2 separate regions of the Mus musculus genome follow, and region 2 is linked to region 1. The links are chromatin contacts, called in public HiChIP or PLAC-seq maps. All regions are on one chromosome and are shown on one strand. The core of a region is the stretch at or near the end of the contact, and the rest is flanking DNA. Distances in the headings are between cores, read along the strand shown. Region 1 has its middle 14 kb from the start of Gm33145. Region 2 overlaps Galnt18 (polypeptide N-acetylgalactosaminyltransferase 18).

Region 1 (7,058 bases), core at 316-2,815:
ACAGATTTTTTTAAATTAATGTGTATGATAGCTTTGCCTGTGCACTTGTATGTATACCATGTGTATGTCTGCCACCTGTAGAGGCCAGAAGAGGGCATTAGGTGCCCTAGAACTGGAGTTATAGGTGGTTGTGTGCTGTCACATGGGTGCTGAGAATCAAACTAAGGTCTCTGGAAGAGCAGCAGATACTCTTACCCGATGAGCCATCTCTACAGAACCTCAGTAACGGGTTGTGTTTATTATGAGACTCTAAAGCTGCCCTCTCACCCCTGGTACATTCTAACTCAGTTGTTGTAACCCCAACTCTGACCCAGGCCTTCTCCCCTACCTTTTTCTACACCATCAGGATAGAAGGAGAGTGCCCCCTTGTAATGACAAAGAACATGGGAGGATTCTCTGTGACAGTGGCCTTCCTCTATCCCAGCCTCCAGCCATGTCCTGAAGCAGCTGGTTCTAGCTCTGAGGCAAGAGAACAGCTCTGACAAGAATCATTCAAACCTTTTACATTTTACATTACCCACAAGAGATAGAAGTGATCTTATCTGGCAAATATGACAACCCATAAGTTATATCTAAGGGACTGGTGGCCATTAATCCATTTTGCATTTAGCCCAGCAATATCTCCTAGCATCCCCAGCCCCCTCAAATAAAAAAAAAAAAGTCTAATTATTAAATGTTCTATGTGCTGATTTTAACAGCTTACTGGCTTTCTCACTAACTGACTAATACGCTCTACTGATTTCTCCTGAGGTGAATATGAATAACTATCTATTCTCCCAGATAAGGCACTGTTGACAAACCAATTCCACCCAAGTCTGGCTCTGTGAGCCAGTGTGTACTGGGTATAACTTCCAGGCATCTGCTGCACAAAAAGCCCCAACCCAGCCTGAATAAAATATTGTGAGAGCTGCTTCCCGGAACTCCCTGGCCAACTCGTAGACAGCTCTACCAAAGAGCCTACCCCTAGAAGTTGTTTACTGTTTATACGACCTTGGAGAAGGGCACCATGAGAATTACCAGTCACTTGAGCTTCCGACGTCTTAAGAATTTCCTTCCTCTCTTTGATTAGCACTGAATAAGAATGAAATCTCTGACATACATTCATTTCCTATTAGCATGCAAATGGTTGTTCTTCACTTTTAGAAAATTACATGTATCATCCCTCTGGGTGTTTCTCCCATGCATTGGCTGTTCCTACTCTGATGACGAGGAACTCTGGGGTAACCCATTTCCTTTTTGGACAGCACTGGTCCTTTTAAGAATGATGTTTTTATTTAGCTAGAATCTGTCTCTGCTGTTTCTTCCTTCTGTTAACTCAGTGCAAACAGCAAGGGCTCCAGAATTAGACAAACCCGGGCCCACATCCCAGTCCCCAGATCTCAGTCCCACTGTGTTGTTATAAGACCCTGTTTAAGAAAGGTGTTTGATCTTCCCTCTGCCCCCTCTTCCTGATCCTCCAGGTATGAGAACTAAATGGGATGCGTCCGTGGAGAGCATTTAGCACAGTGCCCAGTGCGTAGTGGGTTCGTTCATCTCCGTCGTTTCCTTATCCATTCACTCACTCGATAAAGGCGAAGCTCGGCTGGCGAACGCTAGAGATGGGAACACGCATAACAAATAGTTCCCGTTCTGCCTGTGCATGCAAATTAGCAAGAGAGAAAGAAATGTTTAAAAAGAGATTCTAGTACAGCATGGTAAGTAGAACAATAGAATCCTGTAAATGCAGAAGAGAAAGCGATTCACTCTGAGGCAGAAGCAGAGGTTGCTGCCAAAGCGGGCTTCCTGCGAAGGTGATACCCACAATGTGCTTGGAACAGGAGTAAGGGCTTCCCTGGCATCCATGGAGGGAAAGGAATTATGGATTTGAGCAACAGAACCTCAGGCTACGGCGTGATGGAATACAAAAGGCACACGAGAGGTAGAGAGGCAGATCTGGAAGGTCCACAATGAGCTGTAGTGGGTGAGCAAGGGAAGTGCAATTGTTTCTTTAAAAAAAAAAAAAAGATGGAGAGCTTCTGAAAGATTTTAGACAGGCAATGTTATATGTATATTTTAGTAAGGTCACAGTGACATGATCTATGAGAAATGAAGCAAGACCAAGGCTGAAGAATGCTGTTGACAGTCCAGTCTAAATAATGAAGGGACAGGAGTGAGACTTGGAATAGAGAGAAGAGAGGAAAATGCTTAGGAAACACGTGGCAAGTGGCAGGATAATCGCGGCATGACCACCACCTTACTTCCTCCATCACACCCAGGAGTCTTGTTGCTAGGATAGGCCTTGATGCTGGCCCAGAGTCAGAGGGGGATGATAATGAGGATCAGCCCATCTGAATACCTAGTCTATATTTTATGAGCACTTTATACTTTATTCCATAGGAAGGAATCTACATACACACACACACACACACACACACACACACACACACACACACACACTGCTGATAGTTTTAAATCATCTATAGATCTAGATTACAGATGTCCAAATGCAGGAGCCTATGGGGACACTTCATATTCAAACTATAGCAGTTGGAAACAGGATAGTACATGAGAGTGACAAACAGAAGTACAGCTGCCATGAAAACAGATCTGTGTCACAGGTTACAACAGCCATGTCCACTGAAGGGCTGGACACGCTGCAGCCCAATGGCCTCATCTCAGCCCCTCTAGGTCCCTTAGAGCCAATCTTGCTAGCCCTTGAAGAGACGGAGGAAAGAGGCACATCTAAATGCACAGGTATATGAATGCAAGTCTTAGCTCCTCCAGGCTTCTCTCCTGCAGCCTCACTCCTTACTCTTCCTTAATGAGCAAGCTTTGTCTTTTCTTCCCATCTTCATTTTCTCCATTGCACACACCCATGGCTGATCTTGTTTCAAGGTCTCAAGGTCCAATGTCAGGTCATTTCCCTCCTTTCCAATTCTTTTTTTTTTAAATATATATTTATCTTTACTTGTTTGTTTGCTTGCTTAGAGGAAGCATATCCGTGTCATGGTGTGTGTGGAGGCCAGAGGATAATGTGCATGAAATGGTTCTACCATGTGGGTCCTGGAGGTTGAACTCGGGTCATCAGACTTAGCAGCACGTGCCTTGGCTCACTGAGCCCTCTCACCAGCCCCTCCTTCCCAATTCTTGACTCAACCCATCTGCTTAGAGCTGTCTCCCATTGGTCTCTCACCCACCATCCAAACCTTAAGTTACGTTGAACTTCATTAGCTCAAAAGTAAAGAAAAGTGACTAAATGCCACAGACACCAGTAAGAGGCAAGAACAAGGAGAATCCACAGTCCTTGCTGGAAAGGGCAACCTTATATTAACTATTAAGTCAGGGACTATTCAGCAGGCTTCTGAAAGTTAATAACAAGCTTACATAATCAGATGGAAGATCTACAGGAAGCTGGTACCCACAGGTCAATCTACAAATATCCCAGGGGATGACTCGTGTGAAATTTTTTTTTTCTTTTGGTTTCTCCATGAAGACAATGCTTCTCTTTATTCATCTCCAAACCCTAAGAGTCTGGACTGATGCTCAACAAATTCCAGGAACTCAGTGTCTGTGTCTACAGCGAGGAGTTGTATACGGCAAGTCCACGGAGAATGTCTGACAACAGGTCAGGGTTCTCTGTCTGCAGCCCGTGATGAACAAGTTAATGAAACATTCAAAGTTTGGAGAGAAGTGGATAACATGTGAAGAATTTAGAATTCAAAGTATCTGAAGAGGCCAGAGAAAAGTGGCCATTGTATTGAGACATGGTACTAGAACCATCGTGCCAGACAATGAGAGGTGCGGGTTTGGCAACAGTGCTCTTGGGAAACTGCCCATCAACTCAGTGGGAGCTTGAAGCTGCTGAGAAAGATCTGGATACTGAGGCACAGAACCTACAGCAGAGGAAAGAAATTAAGCCATACAAAATATGCTGACTTGAGAATCACCACGACCATGTGCTGGGGTTTGAAATATGCCCAGAAGCCGGGCAGTGGTGGCACACATCTTTAATCCCAACACTTGGGAGGCAGAGGCAGGTGGATTTCTGAGTTCAAGGCCAGCCTGGTCTACAAAGTGAGTTCCAGGATAGCAAGGACAGTGAGCTACACAGAGAAACACTGTCTCAAAAAACCAAAAAGAAAGAAAGAAAGAAAGAAAGAAAGAAAGAAAGAAAGAAAGAAAGAAAGAAAGAAAGAGGGAGGGGGGAGGGAGGGAGGGAGGGAGGAAGGAAGGAAGGAAGGAAGGAAGGAAGGAAGGAAGGAAGAAGGAAGGAAGGAAGGAAGGTGCCTAGAGAAGGCTGAAGATGTATTAGTCGGTGGGGGGGGCATTATTAAGTGTTACACGCTAGCTTGTTTAAAACAAGAGAAATGTGTCCTCTCACACTTCTGGAAGTCAGAAATAAAACCGTTGTTCATGGAGCTGTGCCCCCTCCCCAGACTCCAGGGGAAGGTCATTCCTTGGTTCTCTTGCTTCTGGTGGTCACAAGCATTCCTTGCGTTGTGAGCACCACTGATTTCTGCCTGCTCCTTCTGTGTGTCTGTGTGTCTCATTAGAAGGACAACCAGACATATTTGACTAAGAGCCAAGCCTACATTAGCGTGGCCCCATGTAAACTCAGTGTGTTTGTAAAGAGCTGATTTTCCAACAAGGGCACACCCTAAGGTCCTGGAAGTTAAGATTTCTTTTCTTTTCTTTTCTTTTTAATCTATTTCATTTTTTATTAGATATTTTCTTCATTCATGTTTCAAATGCTACCCCCTTTCCTAGTTTCCTCTCCGAAAGCCCCCTATACCCTCCCCCCGCCCTGCTCCCCAACCCACCCACCCCTGCTTCCTGGCCCTGGCATTCCCCTGTACTGGGGCATATAATCTTCAAAAGACCAAGGACCTCTCCTCCCATTGATGGCCGACTAGGCCATCCTCTGCTACATATGCAACTAGAGACACAAGCTCTGAGAGATACTGTTAGTTCATATTGTTGTTCTACCTATAGGGTTGCAGACCCCTTTAGCTCCTTGGGTACTTTCTCTAGCTCCTTCTTAGGGGCCCTGTGTTCCATCCAGTAGATGACTGTGAGCATCCACTTCTGTATTTGCCGGGCACTGGCATAGCCTCACAAGAGATAGCACACCCTAAGGTCCTGGAAGTAAAGATTTCAATAAACCTTTTTGGATAACACAACTCAACTTTCCAGAGAGCAATAGAGGCATCTTCAAAGAACTGTGTTGTGAAAGACTTAATCCACATGGGTTCACAGAACAGAACTAAGAATTTGGATGGGAATGGGGTGGGGAGATGGCTCAATAAATAAAGTGCTTGCTCTGCAAGCATGGGGGGCTGCGTTCAGATCCCCAGCATCCTGCAGCATGTATCTGTGACCTCCGGGTTCTAGGGACCAAACGGCAGATCCCAAAGGTTCACTGGCTAGTCAGGCTAGCTAAGCAATCTCTGGATGGATGAGACCTTGTCTCAAAACCAAGGTGGAGAGCAACTAAGGAAAGCATCCAGTATCACCCTCCGACCTACACACACACACACATACACACACAATAGGAGGGATTACAAAATGTACAATAGGAAGATACAAAACGTAGCTACTTATAAAGATGATTCTAAAATGCAAACTGAAACAACTGTGCCCCCACCCTAAAGCTGAGCCAGAGAAAGCACAGGGTAGTAGTGGAGACGGTCTTTGGTCTCTGTTCCCTAGGAAAGCGATGGAGCTACATGGCCTCCTCCTGCTCTCCTCAACCTGATTCTCCTGTTCTCTGGCATAAGGGAGCCATTTTTAACCGTGCTGATTTTTAAGCTGCTGTTTCCAAAAGTTGATGTAAGAAGATGAGCTTGGAGATAGTGCCGGCTGCTGTGAGAAATGGAGCGTGAATCGTGGGTTCAGGAAATGAATATAAATTCAGCAGCTATTTTAATTTTTAATTGGAAAAAAAAAAGCCCATCCCAGCTGGAAAGAATAGAACAAGTATGTTCCATGCACAACACTATAGAAAGTATTTGCTAGCACTTCGTGTTGCCTGCCTCTGCCATCCCCACAATGGGGATGGAAGGATGTGTATAGGGGCAGCTGCCATTGCTGCCTGACTCCCTGGATAATAGAGGTCATGGTTTATGGGCACATGCTATTCTGCTCCAGGCGAGGCCTCATTGGTATGCAGGCATGGAAACCCAGCTGCTGGCCCCACACACTGATCAGATTTAGAAACTTAGTAATAATGTAAAAATGTCCCATATTTTTCTGGGAAGTTTCGCAATCAACTGGAGCAGGTGGGAACAGAAATGGGTCATGAGGACTGGCATTTACTAGGCACCTGCTGTGTGCTGGGCATTACTCAGTGAGTCACAGGAGCTTCCAATTCTGCCTAAGAAGGGGTTGGTACAGGTACATGTTGTACATGTGCCAGCATATGGCAATCTCCATGGAAACTGAAGGAAAAGGGAAGAAGCATAAAGTACTTGAAGAAAAGAAAGCAAAGATAGATCAAAGGTGCATGAAGGCCAAGCAGGAAAAGCAGCTTTCATCCATGGTGAATTAGGCAACCTCCTTGGGAGCCTTGCCTCCAGCAGGTGTAACTAATCTGGACAAGACTCGGGGTCAATGGAGATCAGAGACACAAGATGCCTGAAACTGAGGCTTGAGATGGATGAATGTTGAAAGAGCTGAGAGGATGGTAATTCTTGTCTATCGTGGGAGTCTCCCCAAGGCAGGTGGACTCCTCTGGGTATTTAGTTGTCTCTGCCGAGGGTTGTGATGCATCCAGAGCCCTGGCTGTGTTATTTCCACCTGCTTTATATTTACCAATATGATGCTGGGAGACAATCAGAGAGATTGTTCACAAAGCAGTTTCCTAAATCTCACCCTCAGAGATATGAGAGAAAAAGAGAGAGAGAGAGAGAGAGAGAGAGAGAGAGAGAGAGAGAGAGAGAGAGAGAGAGAGAGAGAAAGAGAGAAGAAGAAGAAGAAGAAGAAGGAGGAGGAGGAGGAGGAGGAGGAGGAAGAGGAGGAAGGAAGGAAGGAAGGAAGGAAGGAAGGAAGGAAGGAAGGAAGGAAGGAAGGAAGGAAAAAGG
Region 2 (6,749 bases), core at 2,283-4,782, 430 kb before region 1:
CACCCTGTCCCACCCTTTCCCAGTACCTCTGTGTCATTTTGTGCACCTGTGACTCCTTGATCCATCTGCTCCCTTGCTGTCTTTCTCCAGCAAGAGACTATAAATTTCACGAGGGCAGGGGTTTGGTCTTGCTCATCTCCGAGTCTCATCTGACACAGACTGGTCTATAATAAATACATGTTGAGTGGAAGCTGTTAATCTTTCTAACAATAAAGTCAGTCCCAAGGAGGAGAGCATGTGCCAAGACAGCCTCTCTGGATGCTTCACTCACACCAAATATGAAGCAGTCACATGCACTCTTTGCAGACCCTGGATGAGAAGGTTGGCTTCCTCTGTAAGTCTTGCCGAGAGGGTGGAGGTACCTGGTGGAAACCTAACCAGTAAGGTCACAATACCTGGTAGGATTGAAAATCCAAAGGAAAGCAACATCTACATCCTTCAAGTCTCACGGGATGTGACTGCAGCCAGTGAGGCTGGCAGAAGGTACAGTGTATGACGGGGGAGGGGCAGTGGCCTGGGTGTAGAGGTCAGCTGGGGTTTTCCCATTCTGCCTTCTGTCTTCCTGCTTGGATCTGCGTTCAACTCCAAAATAGCAGATCAGTCAGCAGCTACTTTGGGTGAGAAGTGCAGAAAGCCCTGGCTTCCCGGCTTCCCCTGGAAGGCAGGAATCACTCCCCACCAGCACTTCTGGCTTTGGCTAAGGGCTGTTTGCAACCCAGATGGAAATGAACTCACGGTTTAAGTTAGAACCAGCGTGATTTTATATTTCTGAGTCCAGCCTCTTGCCCTGACTCCCCACTCAGCCCTGTGCTTAGTGTCCCCTGGGCCAGCACTAATGTCCCCTGGGCCAGCACTCCAGCCCTGCACTTTGCTCAGCCTTGGGGTGCTTCTGTCCTGTGTCTTTGATCAACTCAGACAGATGAGGCTCCTCTGGCTGTCACAGCTGGGACACAGCAAGCCTGCTTCTCTTGGGGCATGAGCAAGAGAAAAAAGATAGACAGAACATAAATTGTCTTCAGCACACACTGCCTTCTTTTCAGGGCTGCGGAGAGCTGGGAAACAGGCTCCAAACGATGCTGGGAGGATGATGCATTGGGGTCAATTCACTAGCATGTCCTGGAGCTGGCGGAGGAGAACGGCCACATGGAGTTCACAACGGCCTTGCTCAGGGCAGTGTAGCAACACCCCCTGGTCCCATGGCATGGTGATGCTGATGATCAGGAAGAGTTGCTCATCTGTACCCTAATTCCTGTTGAACCCAGGTTGACAAGCCATGCTGGCAGGGGTTGGGGTGGCAGGTGCCATGGGACAATAGTCACAGAAACTGTTAGTGTGGCATATTGGCTAACTGTAGCAGCATGTTCCTGCTGGCCAGGCGTTCTGCCTGGGTGGTGCCTATCTCTTTCAGCTGTCAAGTATCTTGACTGCTATTCCTGTGGGGAGGTCTCAGTTATGTGTAGGTCAATGGCTGAGCAGCCTGATCATAGCACTGTGGCCACTTGGACTAGAACGTGAGTGAGTTCAGTAGAAGAACAATAGAGGGAAGGGCTCCAAGCAGAGGGAACACCCCGAGCAGAGACCCATGAAAGCCTGGAGTATTCTGATGTGTCTTGGGATAGTTCTGTTAGGAAGAGACCTGGTTAGAGGATGAAGAGGGTAGCACTTTCCTCTGCACTGGTGACCAAGAGCAGTTGTGGGTATGCTGGTGCCTGCACAGAAGGCTTGTATCTGGGAACAGCCTAGAAAATCTGGTCCCTAAATGCTTGGGCCTCTCTGTGAAGTGGACAACGAGGCTGAGGCTACTCTGTTACATAGAAGCCTCTGCTATGCAGAGATAACTGTCTGTCTGCTGTCTGTCCTACCTTTAGCTCCTCTTCCTCTTCCTCTTTCTCTATCTCCGTCTCCCACTCTTCCTCTCCCTCTACCCCCCTCTCCTTCTCTTCCTCTCTCCCTTTCTTCCTCTCCCTTCCCCTCTCTCTTTTGCCTAAAGCTGCAAGATACAGAACTGCCCGTCATCTATAGACCCCTCTCTCTGGCTGTGCATTCAAACCCACAGGAAACCCTCTATGCTGAGGGCTGGCAAAATCTTTTGTTGAGTTGTCAGAGCCTGTGAAGACACTTCATAACTGAGACCTCCAAGTCACAACCCAGTTCACCATGGTGCAGACCTAGCCTGCTGAAACCACATCCTCTATGGTCCTGTCTCCCAATGTTCCAGGTTTTGTCCTCACTGGGACTGGGATAAATGTGGACCAGTTCTGGTAATCCAGGCTTACTGAATTGATTTGTCCAATCATTTATTGGCACGGCCTCTGAGCACGTAGGAATGAGCTTGGTGGTTTATTTAGAAAGGACATAGCATCAATTGATCTTAATCAGATGTACCTTCCTGCTGTCCTTCTGCCTGGGGCTCCGGGTGTCAGCTGCAGAGCCCTCATCTGTGTAGTTTCTGATTCTGCCCAGCGTCCATGGAGAATTCTGGCAGCCTCCCAAGTTGGAGGCCTGATGGGTGGGAGGTGGAGACCGATCCACCCTCAGCTTGGCTCGTGTGGGAAAGCTCTGCCCTGTCTGCTTAACTTATTGGGATTCACATAAGTATTTGTGACAGACATCACACGGCTCAACCCAATTTGGAAACTACTCTTTGAAAATTGCTTTTTATTATAGTTTTAAAGTTAGTGTGCATGTGGTGGATGAAGTGTTTGTGTTGGCGTGTGAGGAAGATGGATGCTTGTAGAGGTGGTGTGTGTGTGTGACTTGGATCTGCCTTTATCGCTCTCCACATTATTTTTGAGTCATGGTCTCTCACTGAACCTGGAGCCCACCGACTTGACTAGGCTGTCTGGCCAGTGAGCGCTAGGCGGTCACCTGTATTTGTTGCTCCAGATACGGTATGATTAAGGATTCAGCTTTTTATGTGTATAGTGGAAGTCAGAACTTAGAACCTCATGCTTACATAGCAAATGCTTTACTGGCTGATCTGCTATCCCTTCAGCCCTTGGAGAACACTCTTTGAGATGAGGGAGCTAAGACTGCTGACAGCTTGTCATCTGTAAACCTGGTCACATTTGGAGAAAAAGTGTCCTGGTTTGGCTATGCTGTGACTGTACCCTAAAGGTTTCCTGTGCTGGAGGTCAGGTTGTCAGGACAGCGGTTGAGGAGGTCCTTACTGCCTCCCGCCCCCTGCCCCATGCTTCTATATTCCTATCTGGCCATTTATCTTCTCTGTTTGCATGTATGCTGTCTCACGACCATGTGATAGGAGGAAGTACAGCCCAGGGTTCCTCACCAGAGCAGTATCATCCTTTTAGATTACATAGCCATCAAAACTGTGATCTTAGTAGTCTTCTTTAGAAGTGCCTCCCAACCCCACGTTTTCTGTTATGGTAACAAAAATGGACTAACACAGATAAATGGAGATAGCTGGCCCTCAACCAGCATTCACTGAAACCAGCTGTGAGCAGACCAGGGTGCCCAGCAGGAATGAATGCTTTCTCTGCCATCGTTGTCACTTGGCCAACAGTGTGCCCAGACTCCATCTTTTCCCTGCTGGCTTTGTGTCTGCCTACAGCCAGTTCCTAGTCAGCCCCACATATCTGCTGGGATGCTGCTGGCCAGGAAAGCCAGACTGCCATTCTGTGAGCACAGCTCCAGAAGTGGCCGTGTCTATTTCCTCCCTTCCTCCTCTTCCCTCTCCCTCCCATCCCCATTTCCTTCCTTCCTGCAATTGGAGGGCACACAATGTCCCTGTCCTTTTGGGTGGGCCACACCAAGCCTCAGGTTCTTTGCTACTGATACAGCCCCACAAAATTCTAAGCAGGTACAAAATATCACCAAGCGTTTGTAGGGAACAGTTGCTGGGAGGAAGCTCGTCTGGGCCTACAATTCTCTTTCTTTGCCCCACATGTAACCTGGTGAGAGCAGCAGGAATCCTGTAGGAAGGTGAGGGCCCAAGCTTCCTGTTGGTCTTACACATAGGAAGCCCATACCTGCTTGTAACATACAACACTGACACCCCCTCACCTCCTTACTCCAGGAGAGGCTCTGTTCCCAAGACACCTTGTTGCTTTTTGTCATCTTCCTTTTCTTTCTTTAAAAGCTTAGAATCTTGGTGAAAGAATGGATGAAAAGGAGCCTCTTCTTAATTGACTCAAGGCTAACACAGACACACACACACACACACACACACACACAGACACACACACACATATACCACATGCACACACAGACACACACACACATATACCACATGCACACACACACAGACACATACACACACACAGACACACACACAGACACAGACACACACACACACAGACACACAGACACACAGACACACACACAGACACACACACAGACACACACACACATACACACACAGACACACACACAGACACACACAGACACACAGACAAACACACACACACAAACACAGACACACACATACACACACACAGACACACACACAGACGCACAGACAAACACACACAGACACACGCACATACACACACAGACACACAGACAGACACACACACAGACACACAGACAAACACACACAGACACACACACATACACACACACAAACACACACACATATACCACATGCACACACACACACACAGACACACACAGACACACACAGACACACACAGACACACACACACACACACACACACACACACACTACCAGGTGCACTCAATCTGCAATTAGCTTTGTAATTAAAGTTTCTTCTCCCCACAGGAAAGCTGAACACTGGGTCAGTGTTCTCTCACTCAGAAGGAGAGTCTGGGGGGAGTGCTGGCATGGAAAAGGGTTAGTTAGCCTTTGGTGTAGAGTCTGAATTTTCTTCCTGTCTCCTCCTGGCCGGTAACTTGCAGATGCATCTTCCCTGGACCTTTGCACAATGGTGACTGCTGAGGTTTACTGGCCTGCCTTTCTCTTTGTTCCTCATTCCATAGTTAGGATGTTATCTGCCTCACAGTTCAGATACATTCTGGGGCATCACAGAGTCCTCCATCAGGATCCACCCATATACTTGCAGTCTCTGTCTTGCCCCCAGGCAGTGTTGACCAGAAAATCATTCCCTTGAGAGCCATTCAGAAGGTCCTTACTTTTGGGGACAATTTGAAGGGTTATAACAAAAGGTCATAGCCTGGTTTTGAGGCTTGGTTAGTCTTTCCAGGTTAGGTTATCTCTGGTCTTTGACCTTCTGTGTCTGTGAAATGCTACATTTTCTTTTCTAATTTTTTTCTTGCCCTCCAGGGTGTTTATGTACATGTGTGTGAATGTGCATATAGAGCTCAAAGGTCCATGCCAGGCTCTAGAGATAGCTCAGTGGTTAAGAGCACTTGATACTGTTCTAGGAGATCCAAGTTCAGTTCCCAGATACATGCTGTACAGCTTACAGCTCCCTACAACTCCAGCTTTAGGGGGCCTTATACCTTCTTCTGGCCTCTTGAGGCCTCTGCATGCACATGGTGCACATATATACACTCAAACACAAAAATAAATAAATAAATACATAATAAATCTTAAAAGAAAAGATTTACCATCATGAGAGCAAATAGGATGAGTGAGTTCTTGCCTCAAGCTGATAGTCCAGTTGGCAGTCAAGATAGTTTGACAACTTCTATAATCTGAGATTTGTTTTTGGTCTGCACCAAACACATTCTTTAATCTTTCTAATGGAGGTCCAAGGGTTCTTCTTGGTAGTTTGGAATACTGATGTCTTTCAGATGGTCACTGTGAGATGCAGAGGAATGCCACACTTTCAGAGTGCTTGGTATGACACAAGAATGTCGCTGCACCTTGGCGGGTGTTTACTGGGCTCCTTCCCTCTCCTACCCACTATCCTCTCTTCTAGTGGCATCTGCTTAGCACAGCCTTTTGTAACTCATCTTTTTGGCAACTGAGTTGAATATGGTCATCTTACGTTTAGGTTTTTCTCTAAATTAATCCAGACCCTAGACTGAAGCCAGGATGAGGTTATACATGGAACCATATTTTAATGAGCAGGGGTAGGGGTGGGGGTAAACCCAAGAACTGATACTGGAATCTGTGCCCTTGAACTGACCCAATGTAGTTATGCCGGGAAGACTGTGCTGTCTAGAGAGGGTAGCCAGTACACTCAAGTACCCCAAGGCTTTAAGCTATGTTAGGTTGCTTCTGCATTCCTGGATTTCTATAGATGGAGATCAGTCAGCATTACGGTTCAGAGAATGAGCTTGAATGTCTTTTATGTTTTTACATGTAACCTTGGGCTACAACTTATTCTGCTTCTGTTCCTATCACAAATTACTTGAGGCTTGCTTATTAGTAAGGAATAGAATTTTACCTGGATGATAGTTCTAGAGCCTGTGGAGCCCAAGAACATGAGCCACATCTGCTTGGAATTTTGTCAGGGTCTTCTTGCTGTACCATAGCATGTTAGAGGGTTTCTGGGCCGAAAAGATCAAGTGTGCTAGCTCAGGTCTCTTGTTATAAAGTCACTATTGCCACAACGTTTCGGGCTGCCACCTTCATGATTTCATTTCATTCTAATTATCTCCCAAATTCTTGCCTTGGAGATTTGGGATTAAGTTCATGGTACATGAACTTTGGGGGGCAAATTCAAACCATAGCAGGCTAAGTACTTCAGTTGACTCTCTGAACTAGGTTCTTCTCCAGTGAAACACGGGCCAGGTCTCGTGAAAATGCATTGCAATAGGAACACTGTATGTCTTTTCTACATATGTAGTTATGATTGTCA

Evidence for each region. HiChIP or PLAC-seq counts read pairs in DNA pulled down with a chosen protein or histone mark.
Region 2: an H3K27ac HiChIP or PLAC-seq map of VIP interneurons shows a contact between it and region 1, with 5 times the contacts expected there. The contact joins two enhancer-like sites. A contact is called at or near these places in 3 of 115 datasets of contacts at active chromatin or transcription factors (VIP interneurons, astrocytes and embryonic basal ganglia).

What each region holds. Positions count from the first base shown.
Region 1 is chr7:111,296,483-111,303,540 of GRCm38.p6, reverse strand. No RefSeq gene overlaps it. Among named protein-coding and RNA genes, the nearest start is that of Gm33145, 14 kb to the right of the region's middle. Within about 2 kb of position 1,565, at least 27 of the 459 cell types and tissues checked have an H3K27ac peak or open chromatin away from gene starts, as enhancers often do. A contact at or near this core is called in VIP interneurons, where this site is marked.
Region 2 is chr7:111,733,349-111,740,097 of GRCm38.p6, reverse strand. The region is part of intron 1 of Galnt18 (polypeptide N-acetylgalactosaminyltransferase 18); the gene reads left to right. Among named protein-coding and RNA genes, the nearest start is that of Galnt18, 43 kb to the left of the region's middle. Within about 2 kb of position 3,532, at least 14 of the 459 cell types and tissues checked have an H3K27ac peak or open chromatin away from gene starts, as enhancers often do. A contact at or near this core is called in VIP interneurons, where this site is marked.